2 separate regions of the Arabidopsis thaliana genome follow, and region 1 is linked to region 2. A link is a contact called in public ChIA-PET data. All regions are on one chromosome and are shown on one strand. The core of a region is the stretch at or near the end of the contact, and the rest is flanking DNA. Distances in the headings are between cores, read along the strand shown.

The links. ChIA-PET counts read pairs in DNA pulled down with a chosen protein or histone mark.
Region 1: a contact with region 2 is called in an H3K4me3 ChIA-PET map of shoot, with 12 read pairs. The contact joins the promoter of PDCB1 here to the promoter of EXO70E2 in region 2. A contact is called at or near these places in 2 of 26 Hi-C or Micro-C datasets (root and vegetative nucleus), 1 of 2 datasets of contacts at active chromatin or transcription factors (shoot) and 1 of 3 other capture datasets (seedling).

What each region holds. Positions count from the first base shown.
Region 1 is chr5:24,586,821-24,592,002 of TAIR10.1, reverse strand. PDCB1 (plasmodesmata callose-binding protein 1) reads left to right here and starts at 2,423. Exons shown (of 4, transcript NM_125506.5): 1 at 2,423-2,685; 2 at 3,057-3,296; 3 at 3,587-3,620; 4 at 4,286-4,830. The coding sequence starts at 2,634. The coding sequence ends at 4,565. It overlaps AT5G61140 (U5 small nuclear ribonucleoprotein helicase), which reads right to left and starts at 2,097. Exons shown (of 49, transcript NM_001203655.2): 1 at 1,682-2,097; 2 at 1,425-1,486; 3 at 1,159-1,339; 4 at 575-1,004; 5 at 420-485; 6 at 7-111. The coding sequence starts at 2,004.
Region 2 is chr5:24,550,683-24,555,319 of TAIR10.1, reverse strand. EXO70E2 (exocyst subunit exo70 family protein E2) reads right to left here and starts at 1,576. Exons shown (of 1, transcript NM_125494.3): 1 at 1-1,576. The coding sequence starts at 708. It overlaps RPA70D (Replication factor-A protein 1-like protein), which reads left to right and starts at 2,465. Exons shown (of 11, transcript NM_125493.4): 1 at 2,465-2,806; 2 at 3,053-3,199; 3 at 3,305-3,532; 4 at 3,633-3,810; 5 at 3,896-4,166; 6 at 4,254-4,481; 7 at 4,565-4,637. The coding sequence starts at 2,679.

The DNA of each region.
Region 1 (5,182 bases), core at 1,174-3,673, 36 kb before region 2:
ATGTACCTGTGTTCCATAGGTAGGCATCCGAGATTGGGTGTTTGAAGCTGCTTTGTCAGACTTGAGAATCATTTGGCCATGATGGATAGCATCAACAATTTCTTTCCGATGCTGAAAAAGGAATATACAAGACACCATTCACATTTCTAAGAGACTAGAAAGAAGAATATAATTTTAATATAGACCTTAGTAACAACTCTTTTACTATATATAGGCACACCCATACACCATAAAGTCGGCTTAAAAGATGGTGATTTCATCCAAAAACATAAAAACACAGTTGTGCATGCCACTTAAACGTAATGGTAACTAATGAGAAAGGCATACTATACTGTAGAATCTAACGGAAATCAGGTACCAAGTATCACCACAGGTCCGTAGACTTCAGAAAAAAGAGCAATATCAAATTTAGGCCTTACCATAATAAGGTCTTGAACAGTCTCAAATGCACCATCCCCAACAAGATCCAGCAGATCCCCAGCTATCTGCAGAACAAATATTTAAAATCTCATCTACTTTCACTTGCAAATATGATGCTCTAGGAACAGGTATAGTAGGTTCGAAAATAACATACCTCCTCACCGGGTTTATCCGAATCCAGAAATCTGCATATAGCCATAGCCAATTCTTCACGGGAAAGTTGTGAATTGGTTTCTCTAACCATCCGACCACATGCATCTCTTAGCCAACTTAAATTGAATTTTCCTGCACTGAGATTATTTTTCGTGTCGCTAACACCACTCCATCCTTCAGAAAACGATGTATGAGCATCATTGCTTTCTACATCCACAAACCCAGTTTCGTCAAGAGATGCTTCCACCAAAAAACGAGCTGGTAGATTGAAAACAAGGTCGGCACCAAACTCAGCTCCCCCATTAACTTCATCAGCATATGTCTCAGACTGATGAGTAGGCTGTATTGAGTAAAGTGCCTGAGCAAAGGAGGCCACGTTTTTTACATTAGCATCTGAGACAGCATGCCCGACAAGATTTTGCAACTCTAACCTGTTGAATATAAGAAAGCCTCAATTATCTCTGAACACCATAAAGAAGTGCAAAAATCTCGGCCACTTTCATAATCTTCAACAATCTTGCATCAGCATGGTTGATAAATAAACGAATATACATAAAATGAAAAAACAGAATTAACAGTACTTACTTCTTCCCGGAAATGCTTATATTATCATTGATATCACTATCATCTTCCTCCACTGGATTGTTAAACAGACGATAAGCGGAAAAAGCAACCTCGCGAAACTCATCTGATGGAACTTCCCGATCAATCAATTCCACTACAGCTCCAATAAACTGCTTGTATGCTTGTCGCACTTCGAGAGAAGCTGTCACACCAATTCCAATCAATATACACACAACACCATCTTTTATAGAGAAATTGGGAAAAAATAGATATCATCATAAAATCACCTCCTTCCCATTGATGAACTATCCTCTTAGCAAGGTCAGATTCATCAAGGCGATTACCGGAGCTGAAATGGCAAACACAAGTAACACAATAGTCCAATTCAATTCAAGTATTTCCAAATGCTTTCCAAATTCTACTTAGACATTGTGATCACCAGACTATACAACTATCAAATTCGATATAGCACCAAACAGATGCTATAGAACTCGCTGAAAACTTAGTAAACGAGTGGAATCAGTTCGGAAAGAAAAAAACGGACCTGCGAGGCTTATTAAGAGTTTGGAGTATAGTTTTGCGGCGAAGGTAAGCCTGATCGATGTCGAAAGGCTCTCTAAGAGAGCTTGTCAAGCGAGGAAGCTGAACTAACATGACAAAATCCCTGTACTTGTGTCGTTTAGGATTCTTCTCCTCTGTGGTGTTTTCACCTCTGGTCGGCTCTCCGAGGAAGAAGGCGATCGCTTGCGTTCTAAAACGGCGTCGGTTAGATACTTGAACAAATAGGCCCGTACACCGACCCGCTAAGATACGGGTCCACGAAATCGACGTCGTTTTATGTTTATTACATGGGGAGTTGTGGACCATGACTAAATTATTCTTTTTTTATTATTATTGGTAGAGAATTTTTTTGAATTAATAACAAGACAATTAAAAATAAAATACACAAAATATTATACTTTTTTTTTTACTGTAATTATGTCGATTTTATAAAATTTAGAATGGCCAATACACAGTAAACAAATTATTGTTATTTCTTTTTTTTGCAAAACAAATTATTCAAATCTGACCCAAGCATGAACAAGATTTTCTGAATCAGCTTTTTCACATCTCATCCTGCAACACAAAAAATAAAAAAATTGCCTTTTACAATAAGTCATTTTAAATTATTTTGAAGTACCAATAATACGATGTGTCTTTAATTTAAATCTAAAAATATACGTACAAAAAAAGTCTACACGAGCTAAGTTCTTTAATGATGTAAAAAAGCATTCAAAAGGGTTTTGAGAAGAGACAAGAAGACACAGAACAAGTAGCCACTCTCTCATCTCACCACCCCTCTTTCTCTCTACTTGCTCTCTATCTCTCTCTGTGTCTCTCCACTTTCTCTTCTTCTTCTTCTTCTTCTTCTTCTTGCTCTAGAGATCTCTCTATCTCCATTCTTTTCTCTCTCTGTTTCTAGAAAGACAACAGTGACATTTTGTCTGAACGCATCTATGGCTGCTCTGGTGCTTTCACTTCTCCTTCTATCCTTGGCTGGACATTCTAGTAAGAACTTTCACTCTTCTTCAGATTTCTTAGCTTAGTCTTCTTATCTCTTTCACTCTTAGTTAGCTCTTGTCTGAAAAAGGTTCTGTTCCTTTGAAGAATGAAAAAATAAAAAATTGTTTTCTGTTCTTAAAGTGTTTTTTCTTGGCATAGTTCACAAATTTCTAGAAAACTTTACTGATTTTTTTCTTCTTCTGATTTGCTTGTTGTCTCTCAACTTCCTACTTACTTTTTTTACCCTAATATTTGTAAATCTTGCCTTTTAAAGGTGATTCCAAGATTTACCCAAATCTTGTTGGCTTCTCACATTATAGAACAAGGAAGATGCAGCTATCTATTTTCTAATTTTGGCTTTCTTGTGGTCTTTGTAGGTGCCTCATGGTGTGTGTGTAAGACAGGGCTGAGTGATACAGTGCTACAGGCAACCCTAGACTATGCTTGTGGAAATGGAGCAGATTGTAATCCTACTAAACCAAAACAATCTTGCTTCAACCCTGACAATGTTAGGTCTCATTGCAACTATGCAGTCAATAGCTTCTTCCAAAAGAAGGGTCAATCTCCTGGCTCTTGTAATTTCGATGGAACTGCCACTCCCACTAACTCCGATCCCAGTTAGTCTCTCTAAACTATTCTCATTTGTTCTGCTCTTTGATATTACATTAGGCCAATGCTAAAGAAACTTGCTCTTTTTGGAGTGCTTGTTAGGATTCATGTGGTGTCTAATTATTGATAGTTACAGAAAGTTGAAGGTTTTTATTTTTGTCACTAGTGAATGACTTTGGTATTCAAGATTCTGAGACAAAATGGATACGCCAAATGCATAATAAAGACTATATTTCTAGTTTTCAAATTTGTGGACAATAACCAATGGCTTAACATTTTCTGTGTTTGTTTTTTACAGGTTATACAGGTTGTGCCTTTCCTACTAGTGCCAGGTATGCTTCTGATTCAAATGGCCTTATCAAGAAATTGAAAGAAACGTTTTGCATTTTATGGAACCAAAACCAAGAATTTGTTTTCTATGTTTGTGGCAAAGAGAAAAAGTAGATTAAAGTTTGGTTTGGGTCCCAAATTACAACTTTTTTTGTTCTTGTTTACTTTTGTTGTGAAAGAGATATCATCATTCAGCTTAAATTAAAATAGAAAACAGCATCATTAGTATTACTTAAATAGACTAAAGGAAATAGAGTAAGTAATGAAATTTTTTGACTCTGTTGTGAACAGTCTTATTTTAAGACACTGTTAATTGTAAGTGTTCAACGTGAACCTAAAAGTACTCAATTTTCTTTATTTCTTTAACCAAACTTTTGGTCATATCTATAATCAAAATCAAATGCTTTATTGGATTACAGTTTGAACGCATGATCATGTTCTTGACTGATATGGCCGTATTAAGCAATAGTACTCTAAATCTTTAATCTTTTGGACCCATCAAAGACCCTTTTAGTTAATAGAAACTGAGACTCTTCTTTTTGTTAGCGTTTTTTGAGTATAGAATATGAATTTGCTTTGAAGACTTTCCTTTAGATCAATCTCTTTCATCAAGACTTGGTCTGGTTTTGGAACTTCATTGTCTGATATAACTCTTATTTTCTTCCAGTGGCTCTAGCGGCAGCACAACTGTGACACCTGGCACAACCAATCCAAAAGGCAGCCCAACGACCACCACACTTCCTGGTAGTGGTACCAACAGTCCTTATTCAGGGAACCCAACCAATGGAGTTTTTGGGGGAAATAGCACAGGAGGCACCACTGGGACAGGGATTAACCCGGATTACACGACAGACAGCAGCGCGTTTGCTCTCAAGAACTCAAGCAAATTGTTCATCTGCCTTCTCTTGATCGCTTCGAGTGGATTCTGCTCTTTCCTGATGCTCTAAGGATGTTAATGGTCTCTGGTTCTGTGGGTGCACTTAGTTATCGTTTCGAGGACATTTTGGTCTAGTTTAGTGGTAATCTCTGTCTCTGTGTTATGGGTCTATGTTATGTTTTTGTTTGTAAGAAGATTTCAGCTCTTGCAGTTACTCTTAATTACCTCTTTGACTGTTCTGGTAGATTTGATGCCAGTGAAAAAAAATCTTAATATATAATTACATTATCTCGTCTCCGGTTAATATACCAAGACTCAATTTTTTTTTTCAAAAAGAGAAGTATATAGCATTAGTTATACATTTTGATGCAACTTTATGTTAAGTCAAAACATTCAACACTAATCATATAAAATTATATACTCATTTTATTCGTTACATTTATACATATATACTAGATTTTAACCCGCGGTACACCGCGGAAACAATTTATTTTTTAATGTTAGTATATATAAAAGTTTACAAATTGTATCTAACTATAAAATATTTTTATTTTATAGTTTACAATTATTATTAAGTAACGTCCTATCAACGTAAAAAAAACCATTTATTTTATTAATGTTGATCTTATTTATGATATGTTTATGAATCATTGTCTAAATATTTTGTAATTTTGTAGTAAATAAATG
Region 2 (4,637 bases), core at 327-2,826:
GATGAAAGCTTCACAGAATGGTTGATCATACTCGCAAGCAAACATGGCGTTTGCAATAGCTTTGATGTGAGGAAGTACGATGGGATCAACCAAATCAGAATTATAAAAGTCCGATATCTGTTCATCATCTTCATGTGAAGAAGCTTCGACAATAACTTCATCATCTAGGGAGACAAAGGACTCGTCGTACACAATATCTTTTCTACGGGAACTAACAGCCAAGTAATCAGGCTGTACATGCCGTTTGTGCTGATGCAGAACATCACAGAGCTCTTTCTCAAGCCTCAACATCGCGATGTCAAGAGCAACCGTAGCTTGGTTGTAAACATCTTTCTCCATCTGGTTAGTTTTCATGGGCAAAGCTTTGAAACCCACAAGAACTGTTTGAACGTCATACAGGGCTTGAAAGAACTGATCAGCTTCAGACAGACCAGCTTCAAACATCGTCGACTGGTTTGTCTCCCAACTGCGGATTCTCTTCACAGCTTCTTTGAATCTCTTCTTGATCTCAGAGAATCCTGCATCTTCAACTTTGGTATCAGCAATCCCAAATGTTGACAAATGCATCTCTAGGTCACTTAGGAGCTTTCTCAAATTGGCATCCAGGTTGTTATCAGATGCCCTCAGTGCCTTAACAACATGGTGACATGCCTCAAAGACATGATTGTTCATTCCGGAAACAGGAACCTTGGAATCAAACTCTGCCATAACCAAAACCAAAGACTAGAGCCTAAACTCAACTTAAATTTGACTAGACAACTAAATACACACGGCAGAAGAGAGAAAAGTCTAAAGTGTTTCCAGGTGAAAGCACAAATGTAAACGAAGGGATGTTATATAAAGTGATTACTAGGTAAGCTTAACTCCAAGAACTATACTTTGAAAAAATCTCAAGTCATCTCGGAATGAAGTAAACAGAGAGGAAGAGAAATCCCCACATGAACATAGTAAAAACCATTACTACTTAAGCTTAATCCAGTTGACATACTTATGGTAAAAAATCAGTGAAGCATTCTTCAAATCTAACATTTTTCCTCATACTATAAGCTCCCACACAACACCCCAAACTATAAGCTCCCACTTATGGTACCATACTATAAGCTCCCACACAACACCCCAAAGAAAAAGTCAAGTCAACGGCTTTCCCAAAAAAACTTCTTGTTTCTGTAAAAAAGGAGAAATTTTGATGTTTATTAGAAAGTGATATGTTATTTGATTTCACAGAAACATTTTATCATACACTCGGTGATCGAACAGAGTAAACGTACCGTGAAACGGGAAGAAGAAGAAGAAAAAAAAAAAAACCAGGAAAGAAGAGATTATGATTTTGATAACTGTGTGATCAAAGTCTCAAAGAACAGATTTTTAGAAGCAAGAGCAAGAGAGTTTCAGCGAGATTATTGGGGAAGAAGAAGGGAAAGAAGAAAAGTTGTGGTGCACGTAAACTGTATTTATAAAAACAAAGTTGAAAAATGGAATTAGTATTCCAACGAAGGCGATCCCGTAATTTCGTAGATTACGAAAGGTTTAGAAAATGATAAATTTTTGGGCCGCCCCGAATCTAATTGAGATTGATTCGTCCATTGACTTCCCCATATGGCGGGACGAAAACCATGGGGATGGTAAGTCTAATTAACTTAAATTTGGGGGTCAAAATGTAATTAATAAACTTCGAAATGAATTTAATTTGTTTCAATTACTTTTACGAATTTGAACATTTTATGTTCTATCTCTTGTCTTGATTTTTGATAATGTTGTCGTCAGAGATAATCGAATTTCATTAAACACATTTTATGGTGGATTTTTTTAGAGCTATTGGATACAATAGGGATAAAAGTATTATGTTTTTGGAAAATAAGGGGTACAATAATAAATTAGTGTAATAAACGTTGATGTTGATTAGTCAATACTTGAAGTTTGACTGGCTCGCAATGTATTGATCTGAACCGTCCGATTATATTTGTACGGCTCACACTAGTAGTTGACAGCTCATATCAAGTAAGGACCTCAGCAAGTTTTTTTTTCCCAAGTCAAGAAGTATAAATTTTCTCTTTATATAAATTAAAATTTTAAATGTTTGCCTCACGCAATGCGTAGAATTATTTTTTTCAATTGTCAAAAACATTCAGAGAAAAAAAAAAGTCAAAAACATTAAAGATTGTTGATATTGTTTAATCTGGAATTGGTGTTTGATTTTGATCCTGGGGATTTTGTATTTAATCTTTTTCTGAAATAATAATATCGTATGTGTTCTTTAAGAAACAAAAAAATTGTATTTGTTGGAAATAAATTTTAGATATTTATGAATCATAACGTGTGATACGGTGGATTCAAGACCCACACATAAAAACAAAACCATAAACTATGGGCCTGAAGTGAAAGGCTTTTGTAACACAGTTTCTTTCGCATACAAAGTCCATTATCAAACAAAACAAAATGCGCCAAAAAAATGGAAAGATACTGAAAAGAAGCGGTAAGAGTTTTTTGCCAAAAAAATAGAAATTGAAATCGGCGGGGGAACAATTAATCGAATTTAATAGCTCCCGCTTAAAGCTCTCTCCTTTACAAAAACCCTCGTACCTCTCTCTCATTCTTCTCACTATCTCACGGCTTTTAGTTTTCACCATTCTGATTAAAGAGAAACCAAACGTTTCATTTTTCAATATCTAGAGAGAAAGATGCAGACTTCGGTGACCCCAGATGCCATCTCCACCGTTTTGTCAAACCCATCCTTTGATTCGTCTTCCGATCGATCTGAGATCGTTGTTCAAGTTGTGGATCTTAAACCTATCGGCAATCGCTATACGTAAGTTTCCTTGGCTTTTCATGATCTGGGTTTTACTTGATTTCTTAAATCTCGCTTGTTCCAGCTTTAGGTCAGTGTTATATTCTCTCAATCACAATTGTATAGCTAGATTATGATATGCAACGACTTTGATGACTCTATGATAGAAGAGATCTGGGTTTGTTGATAATAGTTTGTATATTGCCTAGTTTTGGGTTTTAGTTACCGATTTTGTTCTGATGGATCTGTTTTGATTTTGGTTGACAGATTTAGTGCAAATGACGGAAAGACGAAAGTCAAAGCAATGTTTACTGCTTCACTCACACCTGAAATCATTTCTGGGAAGATCCAGAACTTGGGTCTAATTCGTCTCATTGATTTCACTGTTAACGACATTTCAAGCAAATCTACAAAGTAAGACTTCTCTTTTGCTTCTTCTTTACATGGATAATCACTCTGGTTCGATTCTTGAAATCAACAGTTACTAACATGTGTGTTTCTCTATTGTCTCTGTGTCAGATATTTCCTTGTGACTAAATGTGAGGCTGTTGGTTCTGTGCTTGATTCTGAGATTAACTTGGACAGTAAGAGCGGAGAGGAGGAGGCTCGTGAGCCCAAGAAGCAGAAACTAGAGCATTCTCCTGTCAGTCCTCTGAATGATGTTGTTTCTACTGGTATCACATTGAAACCGAAGCAGGAATTTGTAGCCAAATCAGCTTCTCAGATAATGAGTGAACAAAGGGGAAAGTAAGCAAATTATCTTTTTTGATCTTCAATGTTTCATTACTGTCTCTGTCAAATGGTTATTTTATTAGTGTTTTGCTTAAATTCGTTTGGATTTTGACAGTGCTGCACCAGCTGCAAGAATGGCCATGACTAGAAGGGTTCATCCACTTGTGTCATTAAATCCATATCAAGGAAACTGGACCATCAAAGTCCGAGTTACAAACAAGGGAGTGATGAGAAATTACAAAAACGCTAGGGGTGAAGGATGTGTCTTCAATGTTGAACTAACAGATGAAGAAGTAAGAAAGCTCCTTACTATCTCTCAAACTTGGTATAGACAACCTTTATGCGGTTTCTCATTTTGTTTATTTGGCTGTTATCCAGGGAACACAAATTCAAGCAACGATGTTTAATGATGCTGCAAGGAAGTTTTTTGACAGATTCCAGTTGGGAAAGGTTTATTATATATCAAGGGGGTCACTAAAACTCGCTAACAAGCAGTTCAAAACAGTTCAGAATGATTATGAGATGACACTGAATGAAAATTCAGAGGTTGAGGAAGCTAGTAGCGAAGAAATGTTCATCCCTGAGACAAAATTCAACTTCGTACCCATTGAAGAGTTGGGTCTGTATGTTAATCAGAAGGAACTTATTGGTAAGAGCCTTATTGTCATTGAACATTCTTTTTCCAGGTAAATTATACATTGGTTGTGATAATAACTTAATTGTTATGCTATTTCAGATCTTATTGGAGTTGTTCAAAGTGTATCTCCTACCATGAGTATTAGAAGGAGAACTGACAATGAGATGATTCCTAAGAGGGATATAACTTTGGCTGATGAGTCAAGGAAAACTGTTGTGGTGTCCCTGTGGAATGATCTTGCAACTGGCATAGGTCAGGAGCTACTAGACATGGCTGATCAGTCACCTGTGATTGCAATCAAGTCTCTCAAAGTTGGAGATTTTCAAGGTATGATGTATTTGGTATTATTGAACAGTATGGATAAATCACACTTGTTTGAACCTTTTGCTCATAGAATCCAATCTCTCCAGGTGTTTCGTTGTCTACCATCAGCAGAAGCAATGTGGTTATTAACCCGGAATCACCAGAAGCTAAAAAGTTGAA